Linked DNA regions of Pan troglodytes: region 2 is linked to region 1. Evidence: chromatin contacts called from public Hi-C data. All regions are on one chromosome and are shown on one strand. Each heading gives the region's core, a stretch centred on a gene start, on an enhancer-like site or on the middle of the called end of the contact. The rest is flanking DNA. Distances are from core to core; before and after follow the strand shown.

What was found. A called contact is a pair of places that touch in the nucleus more often than the background predicts.
Region 2: a contact with region 1 is called in a Hi-C map of stem cell-derived neural progenitor cells, with 4 times the contacts expected there. The contact joins two enhancer-like sites. A contact is called at or near these places in 3 of 7 Hi-C or Micro-C datasets (blood, induced pluripotent stem cells and stem cell-derived neural progenitor cells) and 1 of 1 other capture datasets (stem cell-derived neural stem cells).

What each region holds. Positions count from the first base shown.
Region 1 is chr6:101,992,721-101,999,419 of NHGRI_mPanTro3-v2.0_pri, forward strand. CDK6 (cyclin dependent kinase 6) reads right to left here. Exons shown (of 8, transcript XM_003318579.6): 7 at 2,125-2,260. Among named protein-coding and RNA genes, the nearest start is that of FAM133B, 29 kb to the left of the region's middle. Within about 2 kb of position 5,236, at least 7 of the 24 cell types and tissues checked have an H3K27ac peak or open chromatin away from gene starts, as enhancers often do. A contact at or near this core is called in stem cell-derived neural progenitor cells, where this site is marked.
Region 2 is chr6:102,417,210-102,423,407 of NHGRI_mPanTro3-v2.0_pri, forward strand. It overlaps LOC134810468 (a long non-coding RNA gene), which reads left to right and starts at 1,151. Exons shown (of 3, transcript XR_010158592.1): 1 at 1,151-1,308; 2 at 2,195-2,275. Within about 2 kb of position 4,187, at least 3 of the 24 cell types and tissues checked have an H3K27ac peak or open chromatin away from gene starts, as enhancers often do. A contact at or near this core is called in stem cell-derived neural progenitor cells, where this site is marked.

The DNA of each region.
Region 1 (6,699 bases), core at 3,986-6,485:
ATGTGTCCCTAATTTCAGTCTCATTTCCACCCCTACCTCAGGTAATCTTGTCACTCAAATCCTCCTCCTCTCCTTCCATCAACGCCTCCTGCTGGGTGCCTAGCAGGTGGCAAGCACTAATTAGTGATGAGTAAGACCTCCTCATTGCCACAGGAGCTCACAAGTAGCAGGGAAGCCACACTGGCTTCTCCATCCTAAAGTGAACTGGGTATATGAAATGTCTATGCATTCCAGTCTTCTATGTAATTTACAGACTTTACATTATCATGGTTAATGGAAGACCTCTTCCACTTAAGAGGTCTGCATAACCATGATATTAATAGGACTCCTGCTCACAGTCCTAGTCAGGTTCCAAATGGATTAGGGACCTCTCTAATATTCTATCGAAGGCTACTGACCTAGAAAAACAAATACAAACAGAAAGTTCTATGTGTAATTTCAGGCAAATTCTTGGGTCCTCTGAAATCTGATTTATCCTGAGATCCCCATCAGTCCATGGTTGCTAGCCTCCCTATAGGATCTTCTGAACATCAAGAGCTAAAGGGCAAGTGGAAGAAAGAGCTTGTCTGTAGAAAGGTTCCAACTGTCTCTAACAGCAAGAAACATCTCTAGAAAAGCTTTGCAAGGGCTGAATTCCCAAAGGACCGGAAAGCAGGGGCAAAATTCCTGAGCCTGAGTTCTCTTTTCCCAGAGTCCAAGAAGGAGAAAATTAGGTAGTGGCATTTAATCTCCAGGACATAGGAAAGAAGAGAAAAGAGCTGTGGGAATACATTCACAATACAGAGACATGTCTCTAGAGGATTATGTGAGAGGAAGCCCTTTCCTCACAGCTACACTGACGGCTTAAAGCTGGGAAGAGGGTGGAGAGAAGGAGAACACCTTAGCCAAATGTGGGGGTGTGGGAGAATCTCAAGTTGGAAGTCTTAATACATTTTGTCCTATAGAAATATGGTTTAAAAAAAGGTGTTTAAGTTCTATTATTGCTCTACTTCAGGAACAAGGTTGACAGGTTGAGGGTTAATTAAAAAACGTTGTGTTAATAATATTGTTTCTGCAAGAAAATTTAGTTTAATTGCCAAATAGTTTACTTATAAAATGAGCTTTTGGAATCACAACTTAGTCAAGAGTTGGATACTATGGTAGATTGGATAACTTTTAGTACATATTCCCTCTTTTCTCTCCCCTCTCACCATAGGGGGAGCATTCTTTCCTCCATTCAAGTTGGCCTTAGGCATGGAACTTGCTTTGGCCAATGGAACATGGGCAGAGTGGCGGGTACTTCTTCCAAGTATGGACCTTCAGGGGCATTGTATATTTCTGCTTGCCCTTCTGGAGCATCGATACCTTCTATCATGAGAAAAACATGCCCCAGGGAGCTGCTGCCTCTCTGGCATGGGCCCCAGCATGAGACACATGGAGAAGACCTGTGCTTCACCCACGGGCAGAAGCAGATATCAAAGGCTGTTAATTCAGGAGGTAAAGGAGACACTCATTACTCACTGGGTTTCAGACATCAAGAACAGCCCAACAGGTATACTTTTCTACCTATTGTTCTGGCCTCCAAGTATAGGAAATTATGTATATGGTTGAGCATTAAGAGTCTCAGAGCACAGAAGTCCTTATTTTCAGTGAGGTATTTTATATGTCCCTGGCACACTAAATACTTATTAAATAAATCAGCAACTAGAAGAAGTATTGCTATATAGTTCTTTTGGAAAAACATCTCCCCAAAGTTGTGAATGTTTAAGAAAAGGCACGTTAAAATGACAAACAAATTACTTAAAGTAGCATGAAACTGTAAGAAAGGAAACATAATATTTACTTCTAAAGAAATATATGTCAAAGTGAATTGAGAGGCTTCTAAACCTGCATTGAAATAAACATTCAAAGATGGCAGATTTAAAAAAATGTGGATCAGAAAGACATTCCAGAATCAAAAGCCACCAGCTGCTACAAGTGTGAAAATAAAACCTCTGGAGGGACTGTTGCCTCCTGCTCCATGTGGCTGTGGCATGTGATGCCTATAGCAGCTACTGAACTGATATTTGTGCCCACCACCCAGTCTGGGTAGGGCAGGTGTCTCACTGGCACAGTGCAGACGAGCTTGACATCAGAAAAACTTACCAGAAGTAGGTCTTTGCCTAGTTCATCAATATCTGTTACAAACTTCTCAATTGGTTGGGCAGATTTTGAATGAAAAGCCTGCCTGGGAAGGGCAACATCTCTAGGCCAGTCTTCTTCTCCTGGGAGTCCAATTACGCTACAAAAGAACCACACATGGACATAAGCATTAGCTACTATGCAGAAGCTGTTTTCTCATCAATTTCCAGAGAAAGGCAAAATCTAAGGGGGAGACATGGGGGGCAGAGTCCCAGGAGACCTTCACTTTATTACTGGCAGGGTCTCTGTTTATCTCTGTCCTACTGCAATATGGTGGTCATGGAGGAGAGGGTAATCTCACAGAAGAATTGTAAAATTCAGTGGGAGGAGATAAGAGATTGCTCTGGTAGCAGACACTAAATGTAAGGGATGATGTAGAAATAGAAAATATATTACCAGGCAGTAAGCTCTGACTTAGTGACAAAGCAGGACTTATTGTATTCAGAGGAGACCCATACTGGTACATATCTTCCTTTATGTCCAAGAATGCTTTTTGTGTTTTGATCGAACACCCCAGTATTGACATGATTTTATGATGCTCATCCAACATGGTTTATTAACATATCAATTTGGTTGCATTTTTGGTTAAAGAGCAATTCCCTACATATTAAATATATACATTAGAATCAGAAGGAAAAATGAGGCTAAAACGTGTTAGGCCTGCATTATACAAACATGATTTTATAAAAGGAAGTCTGTGGTATTCCAAAGTGAGCAAACAGTAAATTAAAAGACTATTATTTATATTTCCCCTGAAAACCATTCTGGGATCAGAAATGTGGAAAGAACAGCAAGTGATAAGCACAGGCTTCGGAAATAGGCAGATTTGGGTTCAAATCCTGCACCTGCCACTTACTGGCAGGTAAGGACAAATTACTTAACATCTATGACCCTTAGTGTCTTTATGTATACAATGATAATAACTTACAGTTGTAATGAGGATCAGTTATACTTTATTTAAATTTATAGTAATATATACATTTATAATTTAAAGTACATAGCACAGCACCTGATATACATCACACACAGTCAATTATCAATCAATACACTGCCGACTATTATTATAATTAGAAAATGTTATTAATACAAGATGCATAGGAAATACATCATTACCACACTTAAAATATGAACTGCTTATATCTATGTATAACTTAAGATTCTTTAAAAAATTAATGGGTCAATGGACTTACATAACTTATACATTGTATAGATATTATTTATAGTTTACATATAGGTCGTAAGTAGGTTTGAACAGAGAAAATCAGAGGATGCAGGGACTTCTTTCTCACACAGACTGTATAACTCTGAACCAAAAATAAAATCATAGTTTAGTGGACGGGGTACATAGCTATTCAAATACTGAACAAATAATTTTAACTACAGTTAGAAATTGTGCTGGCCCACATTAGGGTCTTCTGCTTGGCCTCTACTTGTTGGGACTAAGGCCCAGGAAGAGGTGTTCTTATGAATGTACTTCCAGATTTCAGGAAGATGTGGTACAGGTCTCAAGATCTGTAGCACTTCATTTCCCCTTCCCTCACCTACACAGAGCCCAGGCCATAGACTTCAGCTGGGAAGATACCCCTGTCATCACGGCTTCTCTGCCTGGGTGTCTGGGGAAGACACTGTAATTTGGCCTCTATCAGGCATACTGAGAGAGCTACATTATTGAGGCAAAGACAGATTCATGGACATATTTACTAGAAGCAATAAATAGAAATGACAATGAGCAATATATAGATTTGTTCAATAGTACAGCCTACAATCGAAGTAAAAAGAAAAAAACCAAAAATACCACTATTAATTATGAAAAGAAATGCACGTGTAAGTGTCTGGATACAATGGGACAGGGCAGAGGAGGGAATGAAAAATGCTTGTTAGAGAGCTTTAAAAATTTCCTTTCATTCCTTTTTAGTTTTCAGGTCTATGTGTATCAATATTTTTGTGTATATTCACCAGTCAGCTAGAAATTGATTATATTAATAACTCCTAGAAATATTTAAAATCTTTTTTATTTGTGGCTTTGAATGTATCTACATCTAATTACATCTTGCAAGTATATGATCAACTGAATGCCAAAAGCCTTCAGAGGAACAGCACATCTCTGTTTGTATGCGTGTACATATACAAATAACTTTATATAATTTTATATAAAATTTTAAACAAACACATAACTATATATATAAAACTTTAAGTCTATCACCTCCTCTGATTCCTGTAATAATTTCCTAAGACATATAAGTCAGGTGTTATTAGTCTCATTTTATAGATGGGGAAATTGAGAATGAGGAATAAAATGAACTGCCAAAGTCACAGATAGCAAGCTCAGTCACAGAGTCCAGAGTGAGTTCCGTTCTCTCTATTCCAATATTTTATTTCCATTTAGCTATGACATCATTCTTAAAAATGCTCTAAGATGTCACAGGCTAAAACTATTGTTTCACTTTTAATACTTGCTATTACTTGAAGGCTTAAATCTTCCTAAACACAGAAATGTTTTTCCCTTTAAGAGTATGTGAACATGGACCAGGTGGGGTGGCTGTAATCCCAGCAGTTTGGAAGGCCGAGGCAAGCGGACCACTTGACCCCAGGAGTTCAAGACCAGCCTGGGCAACATGGTGAAACTCCATCTCTATAAAAAATATAAAAATTAGCTGGTTGTGGTGTCCTGTGCCTGTAGTCCCAGCTACTTGGGAGGCTTAGATAGGAGGATTACTTGAGCTCGGAAGGCCAAGGCTTCAGTGAGCCAAGATCGCACCACTGTACTCCAGCCTGGACAACAGGGCAAGACCTTGTCTCCAAAGAAAAAAATAAAAAAGAGTATGTGAATATGGCTTTCCTTAAAAAAAATTTGGTTTCATGTCCAGAATGAACTTTTATGGCCCATATATGTGTTGTGAAATTCTGATAGGTCCATTAAAAAATGCTTGCATTTAATTCCACTATTTGGACAGCTGAATATAAGCCTTAAAAGTTGACATTTATGTTGGCAAGCCCAACAGGGCACAAAATCTATAAATGGCAGTGATGGAGGAGACAGAAATATTTTTTCAAGTACTTCAGCAGTGACGCTAGGGTGCAGCATTGTCCCTTTTCTCTGGCAAGGTAATGCATTCAGAGGAAACAGAACATAATTTTGATGACACAATGCCAGAAACCACAAAGTAAAATCTAAAGGCACAAACCATAGAACTCTACAGCTTCTTTGCTGTTGGCAACCTACGATTGTCAGGACTTTGCCAAAAGCAGAACTGGCTTTTCTTTGGAAGCAGGTCAAACATGCCGGTCAAATGTTCCTTCTGGTCCATTTCACTGGCCTCATGTACTAAGGGGGCACTAACAATGGTTAACAAGATTGCAGACATCAGTGCTGGAGGTAGACACAACTGTCAGGTAGTATAAATAAGGGAAAGAAGGTGATGGCTTTCAAGTCCTGGCAAGCTGACTTTAGTCAAGATTCTCTTTCCTTTTAACAGAAGGTCATCAGTATGTCTGCTTTCCCTAGTTTCCTCTTTATGATCACATGCACACAAAATACATTCAACAGTCATGGGGAAAAATAGATGGGAGTTCATCATTGAGTGATTAAAGAACTTGCCATTCAGAAGCAGGGGTAACATGAAGGCTTTGTGTTGAATTTATCCACTGTACAGAGTGGTCAGTAGTAGGAGCAGTAGCATCACCTGCCCTGGACCCAGGAAGCCCCCAGGCATAAAAAACTAGCAAATGTTATTCAGGCCTTAAAGCTACTATGTTCTGACTCAGCAGTAGCACTGGCATTAACAGAAGTCTAGCTGCTTCTAGTCACTAAAAGAACAAAATCAGGTTCCAGTTTTATTAACTGTTTTAAGCAGTCATGCTTGAGTAGACAGTGCTGATATGAAAATCTGTTCTTTAGGGGTGTTTTTTTTTTGTTGCAGTCTTACAGACTTCGAATTTCATAAAAATCACTGGGATTCCTATAAAATGTCACAGACCAAAGATCAGGGCTATTTTTGGTCTAGAACTCCCACTTTTTTCCTACTCCACTCCAATTTGGATGGGCCTTTCAAACACAAAAACCCAAAAAAGGATGCCACACTGCATGCTTTGTCAGAAGAAGTGCCCCAGTTACATTCTAGAAACATGAATGCATACATGCATGAACATGCAGACATGAATGAAACTATGTAAATCATCAAGGAGCGATGTAACTGAAACCAAAGAATTTGAGCACAAGAAAGGATCTTATAGAGAATTTAAGTCAGAGTTTCATTTCTCAGATGAAGTTAAGGAAATAAAAAGTTAAATAATTAATGATGAACTCTAATAGTAACAGTAATAGATAACTTTTTAAAGTGCTTACTATGTGCCAGGCACTGTGTAAGCCCTTCACGAGGTGTTTTAAATGACTTTCTCAAAGTTGCAGAGTTATTTTGCCAAAGACTTAGGGTTCTCATTTTCTATTTTGGTGCTCCAAAGAAAAATGAGATGTGTAGCATACCATCCTTTGCCCAGGAAAACAAAACAAAACAATGCAGAACCAACCTGGGTGACCAA
Region 2 (6,198 bases), core at 2,937-5,436, 420 kb after region 1:
CAGGGCTGAAACATGCCCCTTGCTCGCCACATTGTAGGCAACAAGAAGGACAGCAGAGACAAGGAGAGAAGAAATGCGACCCTTTGGGGAGCTCAGACCTGGGAGCTCCCCAAGCCAGGGCTGTGACACCTCCTTTGGGGCTCGGCAATTCCTGCTGTCTCCAAGTTTTTGGGCACCAGTGCATTCCTTGGTGCCAGCCGTGGAAGCTGCTCGCAGTATGCAGTATGCAAGGCTGGTCCAGCTGCAGCCTTGCAGGGAGCCGACACCTGTGCTGGCTCCTGGAGTTCCCTGCCCCCACTGCCGCCAGCATGCCTGGCTGTGTGCAGTGGCCGGACACCACACTTACCCACACACCCCTCACCGCTCTGCTCACCCTTGGCAGGCATGGGATCCAGGCCAGTAGCACGAGTTGAGTGCAGCCTGCCAGGCTGAGTGGGCCCAGCAGGCCCAAGCAAAACTTAGGCAAAGGCACCACCGGCCACAGAGATTTCCGGCTGGCGAAGCAATACCCTAAGAATCCTGTGACAATGCCAACACAATTCTGGTTTGTTAAAAATTTCAAATGTGTCACATTTTGATAAGGCCAAACAGAGCAGAACCATGAATATGCTAAAACCTATTAAAGAGTTATTTGAAATCAGGAATTAATATTTACACTATGGATATGCTGCAGGCTCCTGCATGATAGGTATGGCAGTTAGTTGAATTTTAAAGACATCGTCTATTTTGAGTATAGATACCTTCAAAAGCAGGAAAATATGGAAAATTTAAATTTGCTATGCTTAAATTCTTATTAACATTTCTAACATTTTTTTACTATCCCTTATTCTTACTTCTATCAATTATTTGCAAAATGACTTAAAAATATTTTTAAAAATTTAAAGGGTTTATTGGCCCCAGATGGTAAATGATGATTTTTTTTCCTGGTATAATAAAGGTAAATGAGCTCTACTTGATGTATTTCAGTACGTGTATCAATGTACATCAATAAGTGAATGGATAAAGGAATGACTCTAGACCCAATCAGTAAGAATGTGAGGTGACTTTCAAAAAGAATATACAATAAAAGAAAGCAAGATAGAAAGGAGATCAAAGTGAAGGAAAAATACTTCTTTATTTTCAATTTCAGTGCTTGAGAAATAGAGCCAAATATAGCTACTGGTTGTAGCAACTACTGCAGTCTCCTTAGCTACAGAGAAGCCATGACTGCTTCTGTGCTGCTCATCAAGATTTCAAAGTTACAAAGTGAACCCAACTCCATGCCCAGTTCAGTTACAAAGTTGGAGACAGAGTTGTGCACACCTACAGGTATGTTATCTGAAAGAAGACATTGTGAGAACATAGAGCCTCATGACTTTGAAAAAAATACATTATACATCAAAATGCAATTTTTAATGAGTCTGCTTTCTGTTCCTATAAGCCAACTCCAACTCACTGCTTTGCAACTTGAGCCTTTATTCTTTATGCAACACTTATACTTCATTTCGTGCTGCCTTTCCCTTCTCAGTTGACAGTTCCAGTTTCCACAGAGGCAAAAAACAAAAACAAAAACAAAAAACAACAACAAAAACAGCTGCATTTAAATATATATTTAAAATTTATGATATATATGCAAGGATGTTTATGGCAGCATTATTGATATTACTGAAGAATTTGGGATAACTTTAATGACCATAAATATGGGAAGGACTAAATAAAACACCATACACTGATATTCTGGAATATTATGGAGCCACTACAAATAATATAATACTGGTATTAAAGGCTATTCATGATTATATTTCTGAGTAAAAAGGAAGTTATAGAACAATATGTTTAACAAGATCCCATTAAAAAGAAGCGATCCTCTCTCTATAGGTACATTAAATGTATATTGCATGTATACAAGCATATGCAATACACACATATATTTTATACACATATATATATTATACAGTATATGTGTTTGTGTGTTTAAAAAGACTGGAAAGATACTTGTTGGATTTGTAAGTGATTATTCCAGGGGAGTGGGAATGGAGGTAATTTTTACTTTTAATTTTAAACATTTTGGTATTGTTTTCTTTAACAAGAAGGTGATACATTAATAATTCAAAACTTTTTTTAAAGATAGAGCATATCTGCTATTGAGAGTGTACTTTGTAAGTGATGTCCATTTTTTTTCTCTTTCTCTCTCTCTCTCTTTTTTCTTTGGTAGAGATGGGGTCTTGCTATACTGCCCAGGCTGGTCTAAAATTCCTGCCCTCAAGCAATCCTCCTGTCTTGGCCTCCTAAAGTGGTAAGATTACAGGCATGATCCACTACACCTGGCTGGATGTCCATTTTTATGTATCTTCTCTAAAAATGCATTATGTGTACAACTGGGTCTTCGGTATCTGACTTTTCATCCCAGGCTCAAATGTTTCCTAGACTCTTAAACATGCCATTGTCACTTCTGAAGCATAGAAAAGGCACAGAGAGATAAAATGATTTTTAAAAAATCATCATCCAAGTTCTTGATAGTGGTAATTCAACAAACTAAATCATAATTAATATTTTGCTTAGCCACCGATGAAGTGATATCAAATCTTATTAAATATGATTAATTAAAGCATTGTTGTAAATAAACACAAATCACTGACCACCTCAAAGCCTTTGCAGCCACTTTTGAGAAGTGCAGCTCTAAGACTGACTTGGATTTTTCCACTCCCAGTCTCATCCTCAGACAGCCCAATTACTGGGAAACACAAGGCTGAATTTGAAATTATTTTATGGGGGCGATTTTTCTGTCCCCTTACCCCCAGTTTCAACTCAATTAAGGATGCTTTCTTGTTTGGCGATTGCCTGATTGTGGGATATCTTCATATAAATTCCCCCAAAATGGAATCATGGATAGATATGTTGTAACAAACTGTACATTCCCTGATGTTTGCTTTTTTCGAAAATGCGTTAGTTCTACCTTCTTTTTAAAAATTCGTTAATTCATTTATTTCTGCAAAGAGGGAGCGCCTTTAAGTCAACACACACACACACACACACACACACACACACACACACACACACACACACACACACACACGAATACCCAGGTACTCAGGTCCATGCAGTCAGTCATTTACTAAACCAATCTAGGCCGGAGAGACTGTCATCCTTCAGCCCTACAAAGGGGCTCAGTGTGTGCATCTTGCGCGGAATTAGTGCAGGCAAACAGTTCCTGGAAGGGTGAACAGCTAGCTCATGTGTAAAATGATCGCACATCGGTTCCCCAGCTGCCGCAGCCCAGCGCCGGAGCCGGAGAGGCCAGGGAAGAGCCTTCCCCCGAGGCCAGCCAGGCAGAGACGCGGGAACATAAAACACATTCCAGCGGTTGGCATCTGGGCGCGCAGCTGCCAGGCGCAGCCACTGTGTGGCCGCGGGGGCTGCGGGGCGGGCGGGGGCAGAGCAGGTCCGGCGCCAGGCCTGCAGAAAGCGGCCTGCGGGCCAGTTTGGCTCTGCAGGCTGTGGCCTCATTACTGAGAGCAACAGTTTTATCTAGAAAGTGTGCTGTGGGGGATTTTGGAATCCTCCTCTGGGGCGAGGGCTTGGGGAGTAGCTTTGGCACTCCCAAGGCTCTGGGGTCGGGGAGCATTCCATGTACCGTGGTGTTCATGACTCAGGCAAAAGGGAAACCCCAGAATTACCACAAAGCTATCCCAATCCTGGCTTGGCATCAGCAATCAGCTAAAAGCAATGTTTTCATTTAGCATTTAGGAGTGCACGTTTGTGTCTGTGTATGCGTATGCATATTTTTAAGAATGAATTCTACCGATTTTCATCTTTGCAAATAGATTGGGGGTTGGGGGTAGACGGCCGGTAATGCCTATTAGAACTTCAAGGGATTGGTTTTCACATGAGAGAGCTTCAGAAATGAGAAATCGCTGAAATTATCTGGTAGCAGTTTCTGAGGGACATTTACCGTGGATTCACTTTTACATTTCAGTTCATTTGAAAGCCAGTATGGTTAAATTAACCAAAATCTAAATTAAAAAAAAAAAATTCCACGATTCTTCCAGGCCTACTTCACATCATCAAACCAGGCCCTGCTGGAGGCCCCATTAAAATGGCAGCTCCCACTGAGAGAGAGACAAAAGCCCCCTCTCTGAATGGGGATGCTGAAACAGTGATGGACTCTCAGAACTGCTTTTTTTTTTTTTTTAATCCATTAAAAAAAAGTTACCTCTGCATTGACTGTGAGAGAGTATTTATTTCGCTCTCCACACTGTGGGAAACAGAGGCGTTCTCCCTTATAAGGACACCCAGACCTTCTTGGGAGAGGAGAGAAATATGAATCCATAACATGGCTGAACAAATTCCTCCTCGCAACTGAACTCATGGAATGTTTCAGACGTGAACAGCTTAATTTTGGTGTGGTCTGGGACAAATTAATATGACTCAAATCCCACCTCACAGAGGAAGCATCTCCTGATGAAGTGGGTGGGGTGAGTACACTCACTTCCTTCAAAATTCTGTCTAACAATCATCTCTATTAAATTTCAATATGTCTCACCCTCTCCCCAGCAAGAAAAAAAAAACAAATAGGGAAATCAAGAACAAACTAAAAATATATCTAAAAAGCCTAACTGCAAAGTGGTCAGCAAATGATTATGTGAAATTTTAGGCTGTATGAATGATAATGAGTTTGTATACAACAGAATAAAAGCTTCTAGAGGGTAGTCCAGAAACTTTGTATTTTGGGAGTGAATACATTAAACAAGATCACTCTTCTAGGTTCTCATGAAATCCCAGTTATCGTTATTCCAACCCAGAAGGCTTAGGGATGAACAAGGACATATCATTCTTTTCTTCCAGAGGATGAACTGGACTTTTCACCTTAACATTTAATCGGACACCACTCTTTTCCCATAGAGGTGCTCAGTCTCTAGCAGGGAAGGACATTTATACATGAAAATGAACTGTAATGTTATCCTCTCCAGGACTAAATTTATTTACTTTTGTAAAATGGGAATAATTTCTTCACGCTTTCAAAGTGGAAAAATGATTGCTAGCACATATGGGAGTAGATTCTTGAGTGAAAGTTACTATAAATATTAAATATACAGTGGGATTTAGGAACCCACTTGCATGTGGCTCACACACATTACCTTATATTTATAGAAGGCAGTGGTGAGAAAGATTACTTTTCAATGATCAAAAATAGAAATCACGTTTATTTGGCTTTGAACTGCATCATATGCTTGTTCTTTCTACATATTTAGCATGTAATTATGTTTGGGTTTGGTTTGTGTTAAAAATTAGATTACATTTCCTGAACCACTGATAATCAGCAGAAGTTCTTCAAGAAGCAAGATGGGTTGTTAGGCACTTTGAGGTGGAATGCCAGCCAAGATGCCATTTTTGAGATGCCCCTGGGCTCTATAAGCACAGGAGACCATTAGAAACCATGAAATGCTGACAAACCCAGTGTGATAATACCACTCTGTGTGACAATCTCTGTAGTGGTAGAGGCTGTATATGTACTCTAGAACAGTGCTCCCATTCTAGAGTGGGGTTCTCAGAACACATGTCCCTTTCCAGATGCATCTGCTATACATAGTTTTTCTATAAGAACACTATTTTGATCAAGAATCAATAGGAGAGACATTTAATTTAATATCACTGTTAAGAGCCTTTGAAAAATGCTTATTAATAAAAGATACAAATTTATGCATCCCCTTTTCATTACAAGAATCATACACCATCAGAGGTAAAAGGAACATCCTTCAGAACTGGTTTTCAAATGCTTTTTTTGACTTGAAATAGACTCCTTTTAAAAATGGAATAAAAAGAAATAAAAGTCTACATGGCATTCCAATATGTAAAATAATACCAGTATGTCTTACTGAACAGGGGAAATACATAGGGTTTCAGAAGTTCATTTTGAAAATCACTGTGTTAACATGTTTCCTAAACTTCCTGAAAAAGAAACTATATGAATCATCTCAGGATGCAAAGGAATAGTAACAAACACAGAAATCCTAAAATATCGGGGAAATGGTATCATTATACTAAGATGGCACCTACTCGTATACAGATGAAGAAATGGGAGCCTGATTGTTTGCAACAAATGGCCAAAGGCTGCACAGCTCCTTTAGGACAAATTCAGGACCCAAATTCAATGTTTTTTTCCCCAGCTTGCGGGTCACTATCTGATGCCGCCTCTGGAGTCTGGAATGCCTTTGAAAT